7 separate regions of the Mus musculus genome follow, and all the other regions are linked to region 3. A link is a contact called in public HiChIP or PLAC-seq and promoter capture Hi-C data. All regions are on one chromosome and are shown on one strand. The core of a region is the stretch at or near the end of the contact, and the rest is flanking DNA. Distances in the headings are between cores, read along the strand shown. Region 1 overlaps Pik3ap1 (phosphoinositide-3-kinase adaptor protein 1). Region 2 holds the start of C330026H20Rik (RIKEN cDNA C330026H20 gene). Region 3 holds the start of Frat2 (frequently rearranged in advanced T cell lymphomas 2). Region 4 overlaps Pik3ap1 (phosphoinositide-3-kinase adaptor protein 1). Region 5 holds the start of Tll2 (tolloid-like 2). Region 6 holds the start of Blnk (B cell linker). Region 7 overlaps Tm9sf3 (transmembrane 9 superfamily member 3).

Evidence for each region. Promoter capture Hi-C pulls out the DNA fragments that hold promoters and counts their contacts. HiChIP or PLAC-seq counts read pairs in DNA pulled down with a chosen protein or histone mark.
Region 1: a contact with region 3 is called in a FOXA1 HiChIP or PLAC-seq map of pancreatic cancer cells. The contact joins the enhancer-like site here to the promoter of Frat2 in region 3. A contact is called at or near these places in 6 of 39 promoter capture datasets (the C10 cell line, the HPC-7 cell line, hippocampal neurons and 3 more) and 3 of 115 datasets of contacts at active chromatin or transcription factors (large pre-B cells, memory CD8 T cells and pancreatic cancer cells).
Region 2: a contact with region 3 is called in a promoter capture Hi-C map of pre-B cells, with 5 times the contacts expected there. The contact joins the promoter of C330026H20Rik here to the promoter of Frat2 in region 3. A contact is called at or near these places in 2 of 39 promoter capture datasets (hippocampal neurons and pre-B cells) and 2 of 115 datasets of contacts at active chromatin or transcription factors (bone marrow-derived macrophages and double positive thymocytes).
Region 4: a promoter capture Hi-C map of hippocampal neurons shows a contact between it and region 3, with 4 times the contacts expected there. The contact joins the enhancer-like site here to the promoter of Frat2 in region 3. A contact is called at or near these places in 4 of 39 promoter capture datasets (the C10 cell line, hippocampal neurons and liver) and 3 of 115 datasets of contacts at active chromatin or transcription factors (memory CD8 T cells, pancreatic cancer cells and pro-B cells).
Region 5: a promoter capture Hi-C map of pre-B cells shows a contact between it and region 3, with 2.3 times the contacts expected there. The contact joins the promoter of Tll2 here to the promoter of Frat2 in region 3. A contact is called at or near these places in 2 of 39 promoter capture datasets (hippocampal neurons and pre-B cells) and 2 of 115 datasets of contacts at active chromatin or transcription factors (forebrain and large pre-B cells).
Region 6: a promoter capture Hi-C map of pre-B cells shows a contact between it and region 3, with 6 times the contacts expected there. The contact joins the promoter of Blnk here to the promoter of Frat2 in region 3. A contact is called at or near these places in 4 of 39 promoter capture datasets (the C10 cell line, hippocampal neurons, liver and 1 more) and 1 of 115 datasets of contacts at active chromatin or transcription factors (bone marrow-derived macrophages).
Region 7: a contact with region 3 is called in a promoter capture Hi-C map of pre-B cells, with 2.7 times the contacts expected there. The contact joins the enhancer-like site here to the promoter of Frat2 in region 3. A contact is called at or near these places in 5 of 39 promoter capture datasets (the 3T3-L1 cell line, cranial neural crest, hippocampal neurons and 2 more) and 2 of 115 datasets of contacts at active chromatin or transcription factors (embryonic forebrain and neural tube).

Annotation. Positions count from the first base shown.
Region 1 is chr19:41,329,259-41,332,477 of GRCm38.p6, forward strand. It overlaps Pik3ap1 (phosphoinositide-3-kinase adaptor protein 1), which reads right to left. Exons shown (of 17, transcript NM_031376.4): 3 at 2,951-3,087; 4 at 1-86. Among named protein-coding and RNA genes, the nearest start is that of Gm52406, 48 kb to the left of the region's middle. Within about 2 kb of position 1,378, at least 50 of the 459 cell types and tissues checked have an H3K27ac peak or open chromatin away from gene starts, as enhancers often do. A contact at or near this core is called in the HPC-7 cell line, neutrophils and pancreatic cancer cells, where this site is marked.
Region 2 is chr19:41,010,279-41,013,375 of GRCm38.p6, forward strand. C330026H20Rik (RIKEN cDNA C330026H20 gene) reads right to left here and starts at 1,400. Exons shown (of 3, transcript NR_155302.1): 1 at 1-1,400.
Region 3 is chr19:41,846,801-41,849,778 of GRCm38.p6, forward strand. It overlaps Frat2 (frequently rearranged in advanced T cell lymphomas 2), which reads right to left and starts at 1,332. Exons shown (of 1, transcript NM_177603.3): 1 at 1-1,332. The coding sequence starts at 1,111. The coding sequence ends at 416.
Region 4 is chr19:41,309,563-41,312,968 of GRCm38.p6, forward strand. All of the region lies in intron 8 of Pik3ap1 (phosphoinositide-3-kinase adaptor protein 1), which reads right to left. Among named protein-coding and RNA genes, the nearest start is that of Gm52406, 28 kb to the left of the region's middle. Within about 2 kb of position 1,724, at least 81 of the 459 cell types and tissues checked have an H3K27ac peak or open chromatin away from gene starts, as enhancers often do. A contact at or near this core is called in hippocampal neurons, where this site is marked.
Region 5 is chr19:41,205,159-41,208,196 of GRCm38.p6, forward strand. It overlaps Tll2 (tolloid-like 2), which reads right to left and starts at 1,616. Exons shown (of 21, transcript NM_011904.4): 1 at 1,319-1,616. The coding sequence starts at 1,487.
Region 6 is chr19:40,992,811-40,996,002 of GRCm38.p6, forward strand. Blnk (B cell linker) reads right to left here and starts at 1,411. Exons shown (of 17, transcript NM_008528.5): 1 at 1,202-1,411. The coding sequence starts at 1,248.
Region 7 is chr19:41,247,865-41,250,933 of GRCm38.p6, forward strand. Tm9sf3 (transmembrane 9 superfamily member 3) reads right to left here. Exons shown (of 15, transcript NM_133352.2): 3 at 42-164. Among named protein-coding and RNA genes, the nearest start is that of Tm9sf3, 15 kb to the right of the region's middle. Within about 2 kb of position 1,292, at least 26 of the 459 cell types and tissues checked have an H3K27ac peak or open chromatin away from gene starts, as enhancers often do.

The sequences.
Region 1 (3,219 bases), core at 128-2,627, 520 kb before region 3:
GGAGAATCCTCAGGAGAGAACTCTGCTTCTGTTGATACCTTCTCGTCCAGCTTGCATCTCACAATGATATACACAGTGGTTTCTGCCTGGAGTGGGAGACAAGTTCTGGTCTCTCTCTCCCTCCTGTATCCCTTAGGGTGCTGGGTCAAAGGTTATCCCAGCACCTCGAGCCTCAGCCCACTCTCTAAGAGAAGATGGTCTGGTCTAGGGGTCTTGATAGACCAGTGCTGGCAGAGAACCATAGGCTATCAGTCCAGTGGAGGAACTTGTGGAAAACAGACTCAACATTTATAAACCTTTACGAGGATTAGACAAAAACTTTGTCTATTCTTTATTTTCATAATTTTTTAAACCTAGGGACTACAAATGTTTATTTCATTTTATAACATCTTAAAATTGCTCTTTATATACATATACATATATATACACATATACATATACATATATATACATATACATATACTTTTAGTGGTCTTATCATACAATGGGAAAAATAATGCCCATGTAGATACCATATGCTATCAAGTACCAGAAATGGGTTACATCTTTTTGAGTCATTGGCCAAAGTGGTCCCACAGACCCCTACCCCCCACCAAAAACAAACCATTGCAAGCTATTGTCAATGCTACTGTTACCTTCCACGACCTGACACTAAAACCCTATTGCTGAAGACAGATACACTCATGTCATCCAACACAGAGAGATCAAGCTGGTGCCCAGCCGGAAGCTGCACTCCTACTGACTAGCAGTCACAGTGATGGAAGGAGCGCCACTCACTACTGGAGGAGAAACGTAATCACCAATCAATCTCGCCCAGTTATGAACCCTGTGATCTGCAACATTCACATGACTACAAGACATACCGGTGTGGTAGTGGCATAAATGTTATAAGTGTAACCAACCACTTAAAAAAGGGGGGGGGTGTAATATGAAACTCCAAAATCCAAAATGCTCTAACCTGATACCACAAGCGGAAAGTTCTATACTTTGCATTTAGGTCAAAGACCAAATGCAAGGGAAGTAACATGTTCTATAAAACTATTGTCAGGCTGTGTATAACGTGCATATAAAATATAAACACACTTTGTTTTATAACATATCCTGTTGTGCATACAGAAATAATCTAACATCTCCCTAACCAAATTCAAAATCTGAGACACTTCAGGCCCTTAGCATTTTAGGTAAGAGACACTCAACTTGTCTCTTGTTTTACTCAACTTGGCAAAGATCATTTTAGATAAGACCGGTAGGGCTGGGCCCTCCCCAAAACCAGAAAGGCAAGGAGAGATCTATGGCCAGAGCCACAGATCATCCTTAGTCATTCATTCCAGGACTGTTATGTAGTCGTCATAGCAACCCTTCACAAAGGGATGCCGAAGGCTGTTCCAAGTGTGGACTTTGTGACATGAGAGGGCTGTGGCCCAGGCTGCTGCTGCGGCCACTATAACCATTCGCATGACCTGTGGCTGTCATCCTTCCTGCCAAACTCCTGGTCCTGCATCTCATCCGAGAAACATGAGGAGCCCAAAAGAACGCCTGTCAGTTCTGCAGGCAGTCAGGACCCACCACAGGCCAGACACCCTAGGCCCACAGACTCAGTGTAGGCAACTGGGATGATCCTAAGTGAGAGGGCAGCAGAGAGGGAGCAGGAAGACTTGAACAGAGTGGGATGAAGCACGCATGGGTGCCAAACACCCTTCCCACTGCACCTGGCAGTCTGACCACACACCTGTGGGAAGACACGGCACTGGGAGAGGAGCCAGAAATGTCCACATCAGTCCAGCCGTGACTGCAAAGAGGCTACAACAGGCTGGATTTAAAAACCAGGAAGTGGCCAGGTGTGGTGGTACACACCTGTGACCCCAGCTGTGGGGAGGATAAGAAAAGGGGTTCACTAGTTCAAGGCCAACCTGGGCTATGTAGAAAGACGGTCTCAAAACCTCAAAAGTAAAAATAAAAACTGAAGATCAGAGAATGGTGGGGACCAGGCTACAGCGGGCATGTCCCATGGGAAAACAAACACAAAACCAGAAAGCCTAAGCCTAATATCACAGATTCTGACTCATGAGACACCAAGAAACACCAACTTCTTTTCTCTTTAGAAACACCAACTTTTATGCCTAATTTTAAAATCACTCTGAAGTCCAGATCAATCATGTCTAAGAGTTGAATGCAACCTGAAATACAACCGACAACTCTGATGCTGGGAGCCTGTGCCCAGCACCTTGTGGTCTCAACTGCAAAGGAGAAAGTCAGATTCCCCCACCCCCACTTCTCATTTCCAATGTTCTCATGCCCTGAGGTTCTGGGAAGCCACCGTGGCAAGCTTAGCAAAGAGCTTGTATCCATGGAGAAAGCATTCTGGTGCTCTAACCTATCCAAAATGCCTCCCGTTTTAAATCAGAGAAGGAAGGACTGTGAAATATTACGATAGGGTGACTATCCCGAAGTCTCACACAACAGCTCCCTTGTGACTGACTGACAACCATAAAATGCTAGCCATACATGGCTTGGGTATTTAGGCAATCTTTCAGCAAGCAATATTGGCCAGCAAGTTTCCTCTATCAAACCTTAACACCCTCCCTGAGGCCAGGGTGGTGACCAGTAAATGAAGAAGCAGGCTCCCACAATGTGTCACCTTCTCCTTCCCAGGCTAGGCCAGCTGGAAGATATGCAGGCCTCTCTCTAACTCTGTGGCCTGCTGGTATTCTGTCTGCCCTATGTTACACACTCATGAAACAGAGTCCTTACATGGATGGCACATACACTCCCAGGTTCGATTCTCTGACTTAAAGAAGCTACTCGTGTCCGAGGTGATGGGAGTCCCGAGGGAAGGTGGTGGTTCTAATAAGATGTATCCTGATACCTTTGCACCCTTTACTGAAACAAAGGCATCTACTAGGAAAGTCGATGCCCTGATGGAGATGTACCAGGTCCCCAGGATGCCTACCCCACAGCGAATGCGGTCCGGCTGTACCACCATCAGGTTCCCAGGCGATATCTCCGGAGGCAGGTTTGTCTGCTTTGAGAAAGGAAGCTCTCTCTCGTCCTCGGGCTCCGTGTCGGTTACTGAGTCACAGCCAGAATCTATGGGACACAGGACATGACTGAATAAGAGCAGAAAAAAGAAGAACTAGTAGACATGCTTCACCTCCCCAAAGCCCCACACGTCACCGTGCAGGAAGCGGCTACACAGATGCAAGCTGAAGGGACCGGATC
Region 2 (3,097 bases), core at 150-2,649, 840 kb before region 3:
AAAATATATTAAAATGTGCTAACCATGGAAGAATGTTGATGTCAATTTCTCCTGGGGATCCGGGGCTTTACAATAAAGAATGTGGAGATGCTCTGTGCCTTTGGAACTGAGTGATATTTACCAACAAGTAACTTAACTGGTGGCTGCATTGATGGGACCAGTGATAGAGCCAGGCCCACAGCTCAGGAACTCTGAAGAACAGGTTTCTCAGGTTCCAACAAATTAAACCACTGTGACATTGTTCATCAGCTGCCCTGTAGCTTCTCTTTGTCCTGGTCCTAAGAATCTTCTCCTTAAGCCACCCTCTAGTGTGCTCACATTGTATCCAGTGTGCTCACCTTGTATCCAGTGTGCTCATGTTGTATCCAGTGTGTTCACATTGTATCCAGTGTGCTCACCTTGTATCCAGTGTGCTCACCTTGTATCCAGTGTGCTCACATTGTATCCAGTGTGCTCACTTGTATCCAGTGTGCTCACCTTGTATCCAGTGTGCTCACATTGTATCCAGTGAGCTCACCTTGTATCCAGTGTGCTCACATTGTATCCAGTGTGCTCACATTGTATCCAGTGAGCTCACCTTGTATCCAGTGTGCTCACATTGTATCCAGTGTGCTCACTTGTATCCAGTGTGCTCATGTTGTATCCAGTGTGCTCACCTTGTATCCAGTGTGCTTTCTGCATTATGTCCTCCTGGACATGGTACCTTCCCTTTGGGATAATAGAGTGACTGTCCCCCGGTCCTTTCTGCCTAAGTTGACAAGATCTTAGCATTTTCCTGTTGGTCAATGGGGATGGGGAAGAGTGATGTCCCATTTGGCTGCATGTCCCCAACAGGATGGGTTACAGGCACAGTTCATTGCATTCCCTGGGGGCAAGTATGAGCTGCCAGGAACCCCCTGCAAAGACTTGCAAGAACACAAGAAATGTTATTTTCACAATCCCTGGCATGAAGTGAGCTTGAGTGAGTTCCGGCAGGAGGGATCTCGTGCTCTGACCACCGCACTGCATGGTTCTTGCCATTGCTCTATACTGCCAGCAAACTGCTATGAATCATAGAACAGAACAGAGCAGTGGTGGCGCACACCTTTAATCCCAACACTTGGGAGGCAGAGGTAGACAGATCCCTGTGAGTTCGAGGCCAGCCTAGTCTACAGAGTGAGTTCCAGGACAGCCAGGGCTACACAGAGAAACTGTCTCAAAACAAAACAAAACGAAATAAAAAATGAAATCAGTCCTGGAAAACTACCATATGAAACTGTGAGCATCACTCTAGTTTTTACCCTCTGCCAGGCAGATGACATTAACCTTCCTGTCACTGCCTTCCCTCCTCCTACCTCCCAGAGCTGATGCTCTCTAAAAGGATAAAACTAAAAACAGACCCAGGATTCTTACCAGCAAGGTAAAAAAAAAAAAAAAAAAAAAAAAGGCAGACCAGCTCAAACATTTAAATATTCAAAAATCTGAGTTATGTTGCCTACAACGACCAGCCCCCCCCAGCACCCCTCCCCCCACACACTTAGTTTATAAAGCTCTTTCACAGCCACTAATACAGTTGAGCGACAAACCACATTATGGTAAGGTTGTTGGCATTTTGCCTAGGCTCCGCCCACAGTTACCTGGCAATAGCCAGGTGTGTCTGTCTCACTATAAAGGAGCTGCTTGCCCCCTCCTCTCTCTCTTGCTCTTTTGCTCCTGCTCTGTCCCCTTCCCCACACCCGACTACACCTCCACCAAGCACATTCCTTCTCTCCTTGTCTTTTTATAAAACACAACAACGGTGGCTAATATTTCTTTGCACAGAAGAAAACCCAGGGCTCAGAGCAGTTGTGTGTCTTGCTCACAATGACTGAACGGGAGAATAGGGGGAGGGGCTTTCTGATTTGGGGGCCTGTTCTTTCCACTCTCCCACGCAGCTATTTATTGAAATGTAGCTTCGGTTCAATGTACATTTGTCTCTCCTTTTTCCAAACAACAGAGGCACAAACGGGGCTACAAGCTCAGCTGAAGTTCTGAGCCCACAGAGCTTTCTGCTGCCAAATTTAGAAGCCATTGCCCCATGCGGATTCTTTCCAATCTAAGGAGGTTTCAGGTCAGGGGAGAAAATACAGATTCTTTGATAAAAGACTCTAGGACAACTCAGAAGCTATTGAAAGAAGAGAAACTTTGGTCCAATATCATATTTCATCCGTAAAAATAGATTTCAGGGGGTTGACGATTTAAATATGAAAATAAAACCATAAAAAAACCCCAAGAAGTAATGTAAGATTTCTGCTCCTGTTTATAATCTCTGAATGGAAAAGGATTGCATGTGATAGAAAGCCTAGGCACCATAAAATGTCCCTAAAGTGTCACTGCTAGCCAAAGAAGGGCTAGGGACATGGTGTAAAGGGTTAGAGCGCTTACTGTGGAAGCAGGAAGGCCTGAGTTTAGACCCCAAAACGTGTGCACCTATAACCCCAGCGCTGGTCGGGGGAGGGGAGGCATAGACAGGAGGATGTCAGAGGCTTGCTGGCCAGATAGTCAGCTGAAATAGTGTCCAGTCTCAATGAGAGACCTGTCTCAAAAAATACAGTGATAGAGGAAGCCATCTGATGTTGACTTCTGCTGTGTATATGTGTGTGCATGCACGTGTGTGTGTATACGTGTGTACACCTGTGAGTGTGTATTATATGTGTGTATATATAAAACAGTCTTCACATCAGCCATATAAGGTAGACAACCCACATACATTTAAAAGAAATAAGTTGTGCATGTGTGCTTGTGTGTGTGTACCTGTGTGTGCATGCACATGTGCGTGTGTTTCAATGCATGCACACATTGTTGTGTTTTATAAAAAAGAAAGGAAGAGCCAGGATTTGTTTGGTAGAGGCACAGTATGGTGAGGTGGAAGGGGGGTGCCTCTGCGGGCCCACACTGAGGTGCCAGTCATAGGAAGCATATAGACTAGAGTTTATTTAGGACATGGGGAGGGGAGTTGAGGGGGTAGAGGCAAAGGGAGAGGGGTGGTGGTGGGCGGAACAAGTGGAGAGGGTGGGGGAAGAGGAATGAGGAGAGGACAGGATAGGAGACTAAGAGTGAGAAGTGGGCAAACAGCCCC
Region 3 (2,978 bases), core at 82-2,581:
CAACTTATGTTCTTCACCCTAGAACCGCTCTGCTCTGCAATTGTAGCACCATATTCAGAAAGCTTCTGTACCCGAAAATAACGAGATCATATCTACTATTGGTTTTTCAAGTATTGTTAGAAGCCCTCCCGATTCCCGCCCCTGCGAGCCACATCTATAAACAATCCAAGCACACGATAAGGGCTAAGTCAGGTCCAAGTGGATTAAGTAGCTGCCACAGTTCAACCGGTAGATCCCAGGTCCTCGGCTGCTGGTGCTACTCAGTAGAGTCCGTTTTCTCTAACAGCCTCTCGCGGCCGGTAACTTTGAGGCTGTAGCCCGAGGGATGGACGACAGCTCCTGCTCCGCACAGTCCCGGGCAAGACACTGTTGGATCAGCGTAGCGGCGTCCTCTTCCTCCTCCAGGGATCCCCTGTCAGAGCCAGGCGCCCGAGGGCTGCAGAGTGACTGAGTCCGGTCCGCTTCGGCCACCCCCGGACCCCGGAGCGCTCGCGGGGCTCGTGGCCGCAACCGCGGCGACCGCTCGCTGGAGTCTGCGCACCGCCTCCTTGATGAGGTTTCCGGAGAGCACGAGCTGCTGCAGGAGCCGGTGCGGGTCGTCGTCGGCCGCGCGCGCTCCGCCTGCTGTCCACCGCCGCTGCTGGATTCGGTGAGAAGCCACGGAGCCGGGGAGCCACCCTCGCCGCCCCGGCCCGGGAAGCGCGCTGGCACCCGGGGCGATCTCCGCAACGCAGTAGGGCGCCGATCGGCCCCGCACACGCCCGCGCTCCCCCAGCACGCAGCGCACGGCCCCCGGAGGCGCAGGGTCCCCGGTCTCTGCTGACCCCGTCGGCCGCAGCAGCCGCCTCGCTGGGGTCCCGGTCTTGTCCGCCGACAGCGCCGCCAGGACCCGCGGAGGCGCGGGTGGGGGACCCGGGGCGGCACACGGCGAGGCCGGGCGATCGTGCGCCGTGTCCAGCTGCAGCGTCTCGCCGATCTGGACGATGAGCCGATCCACGTCGGTCGAGCCGCCCAGAGTCACCGACTGCTGCAGCAGGAGGAAGCTGTCGTCGTCCTCCTCCCCCTCTGCCTCGTCGCCGGCTTCCTCCTCCTCCTCTCTCCGGCAAGGCATGGCCCCCCGCCCGGGCCCCCGCGGCTGTGCGGGCGTCGCTGGCAGCTCGGTTGGCCGCGGGCTCGGCGAGCCGCGGCTGGGGCGGGAGCGCGGCGGAGGCCCAAGCCGGGCCAGGAGGGGGCCGAGCCTGGGGATGCGGAAGCCGGGACCACCGGGCAGAGGTACCGCGCGCCTTAGAGCCGCGGGAGCCGGAACGCTGCCGGCTTGGGTTGATTTGTAAACAATGGGTGACGTCGCGCGGCTCCTACCACCGCGCGCGACCGTGGGGGGAGACGTTCGCTAGAAGACTTAGGGGCGCGGGACGGCGCAAACCGTGCGAGACCACTGCCCACACTGTCTGCCCAGAGATAGTTTATATGGTTGCGAGCGATTCCGGGGACGGGGCACCGACTTCGCCGAGCCCAGGTCCTAGGACCTCTCGGTCCTAGGAGGCACCCTCGGCGACTGCCAATTGGCTGCTCCCACTCGCGGACACACCCCCAGCACACCCAGCCCCTCCTCTGCCGCGCCCGCTCCAGCCCCACGTGTGGGTAACGCCTGCGCTGGCCCGGGGAGGGGCGACCCCGACGGTTGGGAAGCCGACCCTGTGGTCAGAGCTTCTCAGACTTGCTCCGGTTTCTCAGAGCTACATCGAATTGACTTTTTTTGTAGTTCAAACGAAAATGTTCTCGTAACCATAGGATTCAAACGAGATTAACAGGCTTCCCCCCCCCCCCTTCATCCTCCTCTTTGTACATTATACAGCCACACACAAAAGCATTGCAGTCGCATTAAATTATAAACGCTTTTTCCGGTGACTGCACGCGCTTTGAAAACACTGTACCGATTACGTAAGTTTCCATTAAGTACTTGTAATTGTTTAAATTCCTTCAACGGTTGCTGTTTCTCTGAGTTCGCCGTTGTAGTAAGTGTGTGACTAATGCTCTTTCCCATAAAACTTTTCCAAATTTATGATTCATTTTTCAGAGTACATTCCTAAGAGTGGAGTTTTAGGTCAAAGGATAAGAGTTTTTTTTAGTTTGGCCCTTTTATTTTTTGTAATATGTATGGAAAACCTAGAACTGGGTGAATACACTCTTATTAATATGTGATATACGTCATTCATTGAAACGACTAGAATTTAGTCATTGAAAACCTTATTGTGTATATGAGTCATGTTACAGGTGAAATTGACATTTTTCAGTTTGCCTGTTATATATATATATATATTTTTTTTTTGGTTTGGTTTGGTTTTGGTTATGGTTATTTATCTATTTATTTTGGTTTTTCGAGACAGGGTTTCTTTGTGTATCCCTGACTGTCCCGAAACTCACTCCGTAGACCAGGCTGGCCTCGAACTCAGAAATCCACCTGCTTCTGCCTCCCAAGTGCTGGGATTAAAAGCATGCGTCACCACTGCCTGGTTGGTTTTTTTTTTTTTTTTTAGACTGGGTTTCTCTGAGTAGCCCTGCTGTCCTGGAACTCACCCTGTAGACCAGGCTGGCCTCAAACTCAAAGATCTGCCTGCCTCTGCCTCCCAAGTGCTGGGAGCATCCTGGCTAGCTTCCTTTGAGACTTCTTTTTTTTTTTTTTTTTTTTTTCTTTTTTCGAGACAGGGTTTCTCGGTATAGCCCTGATAGCCCGGGCTGTCTTGAAACTTACTCTGTGGACCAGGCTGGCCTCGAACTCAGAAATCCACCTGCCTCTACCTCCCAAGTGTTGGTATCAAAGGCGTGTGCCACCACGCCATTCTAACAATGGTAGATCTAGTCTCCCTACCTTGTTGCTGTTATTTGGAGGGTTTTGTTTCTTTCTCAAATCCATCCGTAATTTTTTTTCTTTTTGTTTTTTTTCGATTGGTCTTTGATTCAGGGAGATGAGATGAAAT
Region 4 (3,406 bases), core at 474-2,973, 540 kb before region 3:
CATACAATCACACATTGTTGCAAGGAGATATAGGCAAGACTCAGTGGTTTTCTAGGATAAGCAGTGGAGAAAGTTAGCCCACTGATCTCTTTTTGTATTTTAAGGAATTCTTCTGCCTATTTAAAATAAATGAATGAATATTATGATGCTGTCTATGCTAACATAGGATCTCTCAAATAATAATAATTCCATAACCCCAGTCCAATCATAGGAAACACGGCACATCCAAATTGAGAGTTTACAAAGTTATCAACAAGCAAAGGTCTTCTTCAAGAGAATTGGGACTGAGAAAGCATGAGAACCAGCCCTAACTGGAAGGGACAGAGGGACAATCTGTGGGTCACAACAGCTGTTGTGACTGTGAAAGAAAAGAGGATGGATGGTGGGAAATGGAGAAACCTGAACAAGATGCTAATGTTAGACAATGAGGGGCAAGAAATGCATGGACTTCGGTATTCTTCAGTTTTTCTCTTAAAAACAAAAATAGCACAAGGGCATTTTCTTCCCAGTGCCAAGTAGCAAGCCCAGGGGCTTGCATATAATAGCAAAGTGCTCACCACTAAGCTAGGTGCTCATCACTAAGCTGGGTGCCCACCACTAAGCTGGGTGCTCACTACTAAGCTGGGTGCTCACCACTAAGCTGGGTGCTCACCACTAAGCTGGGTGCTCACCACTAAGCTGGGTGCTCACCACTAAGCTGAGTACTCATCACTAAGCTGACTGCTCATCACTAAGCTGGGTGCTCACCACTAGCTAGAACACAAGCTCCAAAAAAAAAAAAAATTCCTTGTAAGGAGAGGAATAAATGAGCAGAAAGGTGACTTCAGCAGCAAAAACAAGCAAGCATGACACACGGAGAGGACCCTCTGCTGAGCCCACTCTGTCCTCCTTTGCTATCGAGATAAGCACTTTCTGATGGGTGGCAGAGCAGGCATATGTAGATAGAATGATGGAGGTAGGAATAAAAAAATCAAATTTGTTTTACTTTATAGTCTTTATACTATATAGTATATTTATGGTGTTTTCATTAATCCTTAAGAGTCTGACATTGGAAGAAGAAAAACTAGGCTTTGCCAAATGGAAGTTTGGGTATCAGATCACAGTGCATAAACCTGTCTTGATTCTTCCACTCCTTCCTTCCTTTGCTTGAACTGACATCATACCGGCAACCCAATACCAACTAGTCTTTTATGGGCTTCTACCCTGGTTCTCAACCTGTGGGTCACGACCCCCTTGGGGTTATTGCATAGTAAACAGCTTACATATCAGATATTTACATTATGATTTGCAAACATAGCAAAATAACAGTTATAAAATAGCAATAAAATAATTTTATGGTTGGGGGTCGGCACAACATGAGGAACTGCATTAAGGAGCTGCAGCGTCAGAAAAGTTGAAACCGCTGCTCCAGAGCATTCACACCCACAAGATGACTTGGCTTGACACAGGTCCGCGTCTCAGAGGCAAGAAAGCATATCTGAACTCGGCAGTCATGGTTCTAGGAAATGAGAACTACATCAGGCAGAGGCAGGAACTACCCTGGGGAAAGGTTGTACCCACAAAAGCACACTTCTTATCACGTCTCCAGAGGTGCAGCTTCCAGGACCCCCATAACCAACACGCCAGAGTCATCGCTCCCCAGAGAGACTCAGAACGCGGGTCCTTAGCAGGTTTTCACAGCTGCGTACAGCTCCTCCCACATCCAGATATGTGACCAATCAGGGGTCATTCTCATCCTAGGTAATGTTGCCTAGAAACATGGTTGACATTTGGCTCTTATCGGGTTACCAGGGTAACAAAGCCAGGAAGTCAAACAAAGGTCAAATTCTCATGCAGAAAGGGAAATGAAAAGTGTTTCTATTAATTTTGCCCATCGTTATCCCGGGTCCGCTCATTTCAATCCATTCTGCTTCTCTTTTCCTGACTATAAAATGGTGGTGGCGACGGCACAGCTCAGTAGGTCTGTCGCGAGTGTCACATGAGAAGCCTTCCCAGAGCACAGCACAGTGTCCGCAAATACGAAGGGCTGGATGAACGCTCTCTATTATTTTTGTTATTAAATCCTATACCCAGCAAAGAAAATTTCAAAATAGAAGACTCTATTTACATGTTAAGAATTTCTAAGGGGTTTGGTATGCAGCTCACTAGCAAACAGCTTGCCTAATGTGCATTAAACTGATTTTATTATTTTATTTCCAGTACCACAAAAACATTTTTTTCATGGCATTAAGAACTGAACTTAGGAAAAAAATTGACACTATAGCTTATATATCCTTATGGGGCATATAGCGATAACTTTTTTAAGACTTATTTTTATTATCTTGGTTGCAAGCCTTATTAACAGCTGAGCCATCTCTTCTATTTTTATTTGCTAAGGTTTATTTTTTAAGTTTATTTTTATTTATTATTGTTATTATTATTATCATTATTATTACTGGCATGTGTGTATGCATGCGTGTGTGTGTGTGTGTGTGTGTGTGTGTGTGTGTGTGTGTGTGTGTGATGTGTGGATAAGTGCCACAAGGGCCAGAAGAGGACATTAGATCTCCTAGACCTGGAGTTACAGGAAGTTGTGAGCTGAGTGACATAAATGCTGAGAACTGAACACAGAACCTTTGAAAGAGCCACAAGGGCTCTTAACACTTGAGCCATCTTGTCTTTTCTTTGGTGGTTGTGGTTTTAGGTTTCACGTAGCCTGGGCTGACCTTGAACTTATTATGCAGCAGATAACCTTGAACATCTGGTCTTCCAGCCCCATCTCCCAAGGGCTGGAATTACACCACTCTCGGCTCACACAATGCTAATTTGATGTATGTTTACCGTGAAGATCGGGTTAGTTAACAATTCCATATCTTCAAACAGTTATCATGTTTTTGCTTGAAAGTCTCTGAACTTCTTTTAGTTCTCTATAAATATATAATAAACATTTATGAACTGTAGGCACCTTACTGACCAGAGAGCAGAATTTGTGTCATTCCCAACCAAGTGGATACAAGTGGCAAGATTCTTTTTTTTTTTTTTTTTTTGGTTTTTCCGAGACAGGGTTTCTCTGTGTAGCCCTGGCTGTCCTGGAACTCACTCTGTAGACCAGGCTGGCCTCGAATTCAGAAATCCGCCTGCCTCTGCCTCCTGAGTGCTGGGATTAAAGGTGTGCGCCACCACACCCGGCTTTTTGTTGATTTTTTTTTTAAATTTTTATCACAGCCACTCTAACTGGACTGAAATGCTACCTCACCGTGGTTTCAATTTGCATTTCCCTGGTGAGTCACGTTGAACATTTTCATATATTTGCTGGCAATTTGCATATTTCTAAAAAGAAAAGTCTAAAGTCTATATTAATTTCTGATCAGTTTCGGGTTTGTTTTTTTGTTATCTGAATTGTTCATATGTTTTAAACACCATTTTT
Region 5 (3,038 bases), core at 366-2,865, 640 kb before region 3:
GCTTGACCTTCCATATGCACAGGCCCCTCTGGTCTCAAGAACACCTGAGGCCTTCCTAGGAACCTCATCTTCTTCAGAGAACATGCATTGTGAAGTGACTCCAGCCTATGCCCTAGAGTTACCACAGTAATGGTAAAAATAACGACAACACTCTATAATTGATTCCAATGGCAAGAAATTCCCACCCAAGTCCTCTGTTTACCTTCTTCCATTTTAGAGATGAGGAGCCTGAGGCTGAGAGAAGTCTCTATGAACTGAGGGAATGAAATGGCCCAGACCTGATGGGCCACTGTGCCCAGAGGAACCACTCTGATCGCCTCAAGTATCCTCAAGGCCTCTTATCCCTTATTTTTGCACACCAGAAGCGAATCAATCAGGTTGGGCAATGGACAAAGGAAAACACTACTAACGGGTTCTCGGCCACCATCCAGGAGCAGCCTCAAGGTAGTCTGAGTCCTGCACCTGCTTGGGTCCCAGCTAGTAACTGCTCTTGACTTTGATACGTTTGGGTCCTTTGCGGACAGATACTTAGTAACCTTTGCTGGGATGCTTTATCACCCCCCATCTATCTCTTGCCGCACATCCCAAAACAGGGTTAGTAGCTGGAGGGAAGCAGGCCCTGTAGCTGGGGCAAAGGTTTGTGCTCAAATGCTGGCGTGCCCGGTGCAGTCCTGGGGCGCAGCTTCCTGGTGGAATTAGAGCACCTGCTGACTTCCATCTCAGTCGGGTGCTGAGGAGACTGCGGGGGTAGGGGCACGGGTGGGGGGGAAGCTGGAGCAATTCAAGTCGTGGGCGTTCTCCCTAGGGGACTCTTCCTTCTGTCCTGTGAAGCTTTTTTGTCTGTCTTCTAATCTCTTCCCAAGAGTAACTACAGATCTTGGAAACTTCGCGGGAAACTTCCAACTGCTGTGAACTCCGATGAAGCCAGCTACTCCATCGGACAGAGCCTGGAGCGCCGCGCCCAGCCAGGCTCGACTCCTGCAGTGTCTGGAGGTAGCGGGTGCCTAGAGGCTGACAGGCGACCCGAGCCCACCGTGCACCACACAGGCTTTGCTTTCCACATCCGCCAGAATTCCCTATGGGACCGATCCTGCGGCCGCCACCCGATGTGCACTGCTAACCTGGGACCAGGATGTCCTCCTGGACTTGGAGGAGTACTAAAGCAGTTTCCCGCAGACATTGTCCTCCCCCTCCCGCGGGAGCCGGGGACATCTCTCAGGAGCGGAGTGGCCCGCCTTGCCCACCCCTCATTTGCATTTCAAAGGCAAACTTCAGCCCGACTTGCCCGGAGACTAGGACAGCCAGCGGTGGTACCTACCAGCTTTGCAGGGGTCGTGGTAATGCAGCTGCTGCTCCGTGCCCTCCTCGCCTTCCAAGGCTCCGTAGTCCAAGGCGACATTCGAATGGTCCCCAGTCACTTCAGCACCGCGGGGCAGCGGTAGCAGCAACAGTAGCACCAGGGTGCCAAGAGTGGTCGCAAGGGGCATAGTGGCAAGGGGTCGGCGGGGCCCGAGGGACTTAACCTGCACAGAAAGCTCGGATCCAGAGAGACACCACGTACAGGGTCGGTTGTGGTGGCTGCTGCTTGGCTGCCAGGCACCGGTAGGGTACCAAGCAAGCCCAGTAAGGCGTTCTCGTCCGGCCTGGACACCCGGGAAGCCGCTGCTAAACACGACTTGCCCAGAGGCCAAGGCTGCGGTGGCTGTGATTGTGCTGGCGGCGGCAGCGGTAGGAACAGTGGCCGCTCCGCCCCTCTCCACCAGGGCTGGACCACACGCCCTCTCCAAGGGCCCCGGACAGCCAATCACTTATGCGTCCTAGGCGAGGCCCCTCCTCTTCCCTGCACCTCCGTAACTTCGGAGGAACCCAAGCAAACCGAAGATGCTGACAAGTGTTGGGCTCCCCGGGGCGCACGCCCACCTGGCCGAATGCAATCTTGTTTTGACACTGTGGTGCGCGCAACACTGCTCAACATTGAGGCTAGACTTCGCGCCCTACCTCCTTCTAGTAACTCATTTCACAACTCCCAGATGCACGCGTGGCAGGACGCAGGAGGGCCAGCAGCTTTGGTGTGTGTGAGTAGTCCTGGACACCTCGCTGCTGCCAACTTCGTGCTTTCGAAATTCGTTTCTCTGCAGAATGCAGTGTGTCTCACATGCCTCAGCAAAGGGGGCGAGGAGGGGGGAATGAGCAGGATTCTCTCCACTCTTTCAACAGCCCTGGTCCCACCAGCACAGGTGCGTGCTGCAGCACCCACCAAACCCGAAGTTGTGGGTGGGACTTGTAAGGATGGATAACGATGAGCTTATCCTTCAGTAAAACTGTCCCAATTGGGATGCTTTTGATAGTCAAAGACTCACAAATGAGCAACACTGTTATTTAAAGTTACAGACATACCAAGCAAGCCTTGCCGTTAGTTTGATAAAATAAAAATGAGCGATTCTTTAAATCTGGTTATTTTTGTGCCAGTGAAAAACATGCACCCAGATTATTTAGGGAGATAATCAGACGTTATTTGAAACTCGCTTATGTGATGTACCTTCAATGTTAAAAAAACTGTCAGAACTGATCCACTCTGACATACATTATTAACCGCAAGGATTTTCAAAGATCCTTTTATACAAGTAAATTGCCCTAATCAAGCATTATAGCACGTCAATGTGCTGTGAAGATTTGTGAGTGCATCACATCCAGAGTTTTTGTTTTTTGTTTTTGTTTTTTTAAATTAACTGCAGGAAGAAAGGTGGACTAAATTTCTCTTTGGGGCTTGTTACCACATGGTTTCCTAGCTGCTAAATGACAAAGCAGTCCAAAGCTGGGCTTTACACCAGGCTCCAAATGTCTCATCCTATCATCATCTGCCTTATCTATTAACTAGAACAACAGTTTCTTCAAACCAGGACAGGTAGTGATTAACCAAAGAAAAGTGTTTCACGAAGCATTTTATTTTGTTCTGAATCTCACTTAGTAATGGAGGGCTGACCCTGTCTGAGGCTGTCATCAAATGAGCACGGAAGTTATAGTCAGGTTAGGCAAGA
Region 6 (3,192 bases), core at 161-2,660, 850 kb before region 3:
CTTCGTGGCCCCCTTATTATTTCTACGATGTCTGCTCTACCCTTCCCTTCCGTGAGATGCACAGCAGAAGATGGAGGGTGCCTGTGGGACCTTCTAACTTCCATGTTAAAGGCTCTGTGGCTCTCCTGGGTATCCTCTATAAAATGGCTGACCAGCTGATGCTGCCCGCTGGTCTGGACCCCTTAGTACCTCTCAGTCTGCCTCTTACCAAACCCCTCAGAGTGAGAAGACCCATGTGCCACCGTGAAAGACTGTCCTTCTATCAACTCCATGTCTTTTCTTGTCATTTGTCTCAGACTCTCCAGTGCTCCATCCCTTAAGTATGACCTCATGAAAGTCCAAAGTTCTAGCCTGCACATGGAATATAACACACCCTTAAACGTTTGAAAGTTCCAGCCTCTGAGAGTCATCAGCCCCACTTCAGAAGACAATGCTCTTCAAACTCAAAAACTGGGAAGTCATCTTTGCATGGTCTCTTGACGTATGTATGCCTTAGGCCACTGCTGGCTTATTCTTTCTTAGTATATATTTCTTTAAATTGCCAAAGCTGTTTTTTAAAATGGTTATTGTTATTATCAGTATGTGTGTGTGTATGTGTGTGTGAAATGTGTGTGGGCATGATGTGTCAGGGCATGCATGTGCCAGGCTGGCAGTGACTGTGGAGTCCAAGGACAGCTTTGTGGAGTTGCTTCTCTTTCCGTTTTTTATCTGGGTTGTGGGCATGGAACTTAGATCATCAGACCTGCACATTCAGCACTTTATCCAGTGAGCCATCTGACATTCTAAAATAGATAGTCATGAGGGTACTGGAGAGACGCGTAGTTCCCCCAATAAACTTAGGGTGAACACCCACAAAACAAACAAGAGTCAGTAAGCGACAGTGACTACAAACGCTCTTCACACCATGGATGAGCCCCTCCTCAGACTCAGAAAGCTGGCTGTTGCTAGCATGTGGGCCATCAAATTTTCTATCTTCTTGCCTTCCCAGAGCTTCACTCTTTGTCCCATCCCTGGCAAAAACCAGCCAAAGCAGGTTCCTTCACTCCTCCTACACGTTTCTTTAAAAAGCTGATCTACTTCCCTATAGCCATTGCTAACCGATTGGCACTGGTCAAGTATCCCAAGGTTTTGGTGCCTCTGAGCGCTGGAGGAGCCCTAGAGGGCAAAGAAGAGGAATAAGGCTCCGAAGGGAATCTCTTACCTCAGCTTCTGGCTGGCAGGGACAGTTATCTTATTCAGCTTGTCCATTTTCTTGAGAGAGGATGTGTCGCTGTCCAGGGGGGTGTCAGCAGCTCCTGGACTTCCTGGGGAGCAGCATGGTAAGGCTCTGGCCTCAAGAACTCAAGCCACTGGAACTGACTTCTGCGAGCAACCCACAGGCTGCTGGCAAACACCCCTGCACAGGGGAAGTAAAACTCGCTGGAGCGCATCGCCAAGTTTCATGTTTCTACGAGGTCATGTGATCCAGGGAGTCAGCCAGCCTGGCTGATTACTGTGCGTTGTGTAAACTTCGGTAGTGAAACCTTATTGGGCATGCAAATCCCTTCCAGTAGCTCTTTTATGATCAGGTGTGTTGCCAGGTTGGATAAGTTTCTGACTGAGCACTACTTCCTGTTTGTCCCAAACCTTAGGTAGTCCCTGTTTTTAGCAGATGGCCAGAGTCACCCTGCCACTTCTTAGGTACAAGGAAAAGCTGAATAATCAATTATATCTGGATGGCTCTTTGGGGGCTTTCTGCTCATTTGCATTAAGCCATGGGTTAGCCTCTTCTTCTTAAGAACTAAGACATGAAATGGACAGTTCTTGTCACCGAGGTCACAGCAGTGGTCATTTAAAATGTGATAGGTAATTCTTTGTGCAAGGTCAAGGTCACTTAGGGGTGGGGAAAGGCGACCCTATCGTATGCTGTGTGGAGTCAGGAGTTGCCTTGCTGAAAGCTTGCCATTTTCAAATAAAGACAGGATACACTCAAAAGTCAGCTGAGGACAAGCCTAGTGATTTCCCAACACATGACATCAGGCGGATGCCTCCTAACTCCCCTCCATGTCTTCCCCTCTCATCACACCCAGTGCGACATGTCAGGTGTAGGGGTATCCCAAGCACAGTGAAATCCCACACCTGCCTCTGACCCCATCTAGACAGTTCTGCTATACTCCTCGAGACAACAAAACACAAAAAACAAAAAAATGAGAGGGCGTGTTCTTTCTTCCCCTTGGACCTGAACACCCCCACCCCCACTCACCTGGCACATCCTAGTCACCTTTGTGAAAGGAGATTACGTTCTGAACATTATCAAAGGACCATCGACCTGGGTCTAAAGAATGCACGGGGGGTTGGAGGGAGACAGAGTGGAGGGATTTCAGTTATCTCTCCTGTTATAGCTTCAAGGGCCTGGCTGAGGAGAGAGTGGGAAGGAGGACCAGGCCAGAGAAGGGAGGAGAAGAGACAGAGAGCAAACCCGGATTTCTTCCCGCCCCTGCCCACCCCCACCCCCAGGTTCTTTGTTCAAAGAGGAGCTCTTCGGTCCTCCTGGTTCCTTGACTGTTCACGTTCATGCACTATATCTGAATTTGCCATTCTTCAGGATGTCCGAGAGCTGATGCCTCAGAGTGGTTGAAGGGTGAGGTCCCTTTGCAGAAGAGTAGGGCATCAGGAGAGAAATGCAGACACTTGCTTCCCGTAACTGTTGCCTTTCTCTAATCTGCCTGCACGGTTTTCTTGCAATGTATCCTGAAGGAGATCTAGTTCCCTGCCCCGCCCTTCCCACAGCTCTTAGCAGAAAGGAACATAAAAACCATATATGATGTCATCAAGGGTCAGGAGAGTCTGGCCAGGGGGGTGATAATAGCCTTTTGTTCCTTCTGGATGGTTGTAAAATGCTTCCAATTGACCTGCGGACTTTCCTCTCCACCAACTCTGTCGAGCACCTGGTCTGGCAACTTCTTATTTCCCCAGAGAAAGAGAGAGGGTCGAGGGTTCCACTTCTGCTTTTTCTTTTTACAGCCGCTTGTCTTTCTTCTTTTTACTGTATTCAAGTCCGACACGATGAAAACGAGAAACTGCTTTTCCAGGCCGGTGTGTTGCAGTTCTGCCCCGTGTGGTGTGGAGTGTGTGGAGTGGGTCAGTTCAATGATCCAAGCCTGACCCAGTGGCTTTCCTGCTGCCACGGCTTGCCAAGAAGGGTTGATCACG
Region 7 (3,069 bases), core at 42-2,541, 600 kb before region 3:
CTGCTTACTTGAAATCCTACTTTGTAACCAAGGATACTTACCCCATATTGGTAAGTCATCTATGTACATCTGATACCAATAGTGATTCTTGATAGCATACACAAACGCATCTCTCTTCTCTTTATCTAAGTCAATTTCACAGTAAGTGCCTGGCATCACATCATCTGCAAAGTAAAATTTACAAATTAACCCATTGATTTGCAAAATAGTCACAGGAAACACAAGACAAAAAGAAAAGTCAGCATTTGCCCCAGTTCCCTCAGTTCCCAACAGTTCCATCTGGTGGTGGCAGATGGGGCTCGCTGTGCTAGCCCTCCAGCATTTTCCTGTTTCCCATTACCTTATAGTAAAAGGGTCTCCTCATCTTTATTCTCAAAGACGCCTTATGTGAGAAACTCCTCACATAAAGAAAATAATCCAAGATGATGTAAGGACAGACAACACAGAGCTTATGGCGCACAAGGAAATGGTCATCTGCTGTGCGGGAAGCTTAAGGGCAGGAGTTTAGGCAGAGATAACAGCAGAGTTGAAGGTCACTTGGGTGAACCCTCAGTCCAACAGCACAGGAACCCCAAGTCATCAGTGGCCACAGAGGCCCTTCGTAATCATCAAGATCACAGGCTAGCTTCTATCTAGGAGGCAAATCTGCTTATAAATCACTCAAAAATACCCTAGAAGTGAGTCATTTCCATTCTTGATTGCTTGCAAAAACAGTGTCCTCATAGTTGTGTTCAAATAGTCTCTTATTTCTCATGTTTCAAACTCTGTCCACATTCTATATAACTAAAGAACTAGCTGAAAACAATCTCACCATAAGTCACTGGTTGAAAATGACAAGTGTTCCTCCTTCAGGTGAACACAAACCTACGAGTTCTGAAGAGTCAACTAAGATTTTAGCAATGCAAAAATCTTGAGGAGGATAAAAGCAAAAACGCACACTAGCAAACGTCCATACGTACTTCTCACAGAGATCACCACGTTAAGTAGATCCAGCACCTAACTGTCAGTGTGTGCCCAATAACAGCCCAGAAAACAACCACTAGCTACCACAGCACACACTGTGTTCTCTGAGAATGTACCACACCACCTTACTTCCACTTGCTCTTTTGATGGAATTACTAATATGGAAAAGAACACTCTTACCTCAAATTCCACAGTGTTCTGCAAAGTTATCATGAAATGACCATATATGTGCATAGAGACACGGCCAAGTCCTGAGTTCTGGTCTGCGTTCCACTACTTACTATCTGCTATCTGAACAAAAGCAAATGGTTTAACCTCTCTGTGACCCTCACAGTTCCTCAACTGTGAAACTGGAAACTGTGCTGGCTCCTTCCCAGGGCTGTCTTAGGCTGGAATGTGATGCATTCACACTCGTCTTGAGTATTTTTGCCCTTACACTCTTGAGAATCTCACGAATGTGTTACTTCCCTGCCACAACCCACCCCCACCCCACCCCACCCCATCCCCACCTGAAAATGTATAATCACACAAAATTAAGTGTACAGTTTCAGAGTGCCCAAGGATGGACCCCTGAAGCCAGAGGTCTGGTTAAACTCTCTACATTCACGGCCTAGTGCAGTCTGGAAGGTAATTATATACTCAATAACTGCCAAATAGATTTTAAAAACACAGACTGGAAATAGTGGTCTATGCACAGTTGATTTAAAGACCACAAAGGTACAGACTAACTAAGCAACCTGACTGTCAACGTAGCCTAGGGGAACAACCCTGGAACCCTAGCTACCTGAAAGCTAATGCAGAAGGCTTACAAGCTCAGTCAGCCAGAGCTACAGAGGAACCCAAAGCTAGGCTGTGTAACTCAGCAAGACTGGGTCTCAAAATAAAAAGTGGAAAACAAAAACAAAAACATGGGGGTGGGGGGAAGGCCTGGAAATGCAGCTCAGTGGGGAAGCATTTAACATCCATGAGGTCCCTTCCTCAGCTCAATCCTAATACTAAAAAATGTAAGGGAGGGAGGACGGGAACAGAAACTGCCTTAAAATGTTTATTATAGCCTATAAATATAAATATATACATATGTTTAGTAATTCTATTCAAAGAGCTTAAGCTTGTAAAAGATTTGTAGCTACATTATAATACCTTGCGTAAGATCTGCTAAAAGCTTTGTTATTTCTAAAAAGGAAGGAAGAGAAAGGGAGAGAGCAGACCACCGTGGGACTCGTGTGGGGAAAGTGCACATCCCAACTGCAGAGTACTACTGAGCCACATTTGAAGAGCAACAATATAAGAATAAGCTCACAAAAGGTTATAAGGAAAAAAATGTATAAAAATAATTACATATAATTTTAGTTAAAAATGCTCAAATCACTAGCATATGGTAAGCACTACATAAGGGTTAAGTTTAAAAGATTAACATAGGTAACATGAATTCAATTTTCACTTTCTTGTGACAGGATCTCACCAAGGCCCTCAAGCTCACTGGGAATTCCCAATCCTTCCATTTCAGCCTCACAAGTGTTAGAATTACAGGACTGTGCAAACATGCTCAGTTTAATTTTATGTATTTTCAAACAATTTAGATAAACAGAAATGTCAATGTTATATTCCTCTGTAGATCCTAAATTTTATGTACTGAAACTGTATCACTGCTAAAAATCAGAAGAAGAAAACCATCCACACACCTTTTCTTCTGGAGCGTGACATCAAGCTGAAGAATAATGGTTTTAATGATGCAAAAAAACAAAACAAGAATCAGAAGCTATTATCAAATCTACAGTTAGCATAAGATACTTTAAAAAACAACAACAACAACAAAAAAACAAGGGACGGACAAGTTTCAGATTCTAAGTGTCTGCTCTGGTTAAAGCTCTAATTGAAACCAAAGGGAAGAGAAATCCAGCAGCAAGCTCCAGTATCTCCGGCTATCAAGGCGAGTTTAGACATTGGTAGTTTGTTTTCTCCCCCTCCCCCACAAAAAAAGAAAAAAAAACAAACTCAAATGTCAGTAGAAAAGCATGTAAGTCCATCAAACCAAAAATAGTGGCTATGGCAAACACCCTGACCACGGCAGCAGGAACAGTTACAGTTGCAGTGCCAGAGGGGGAA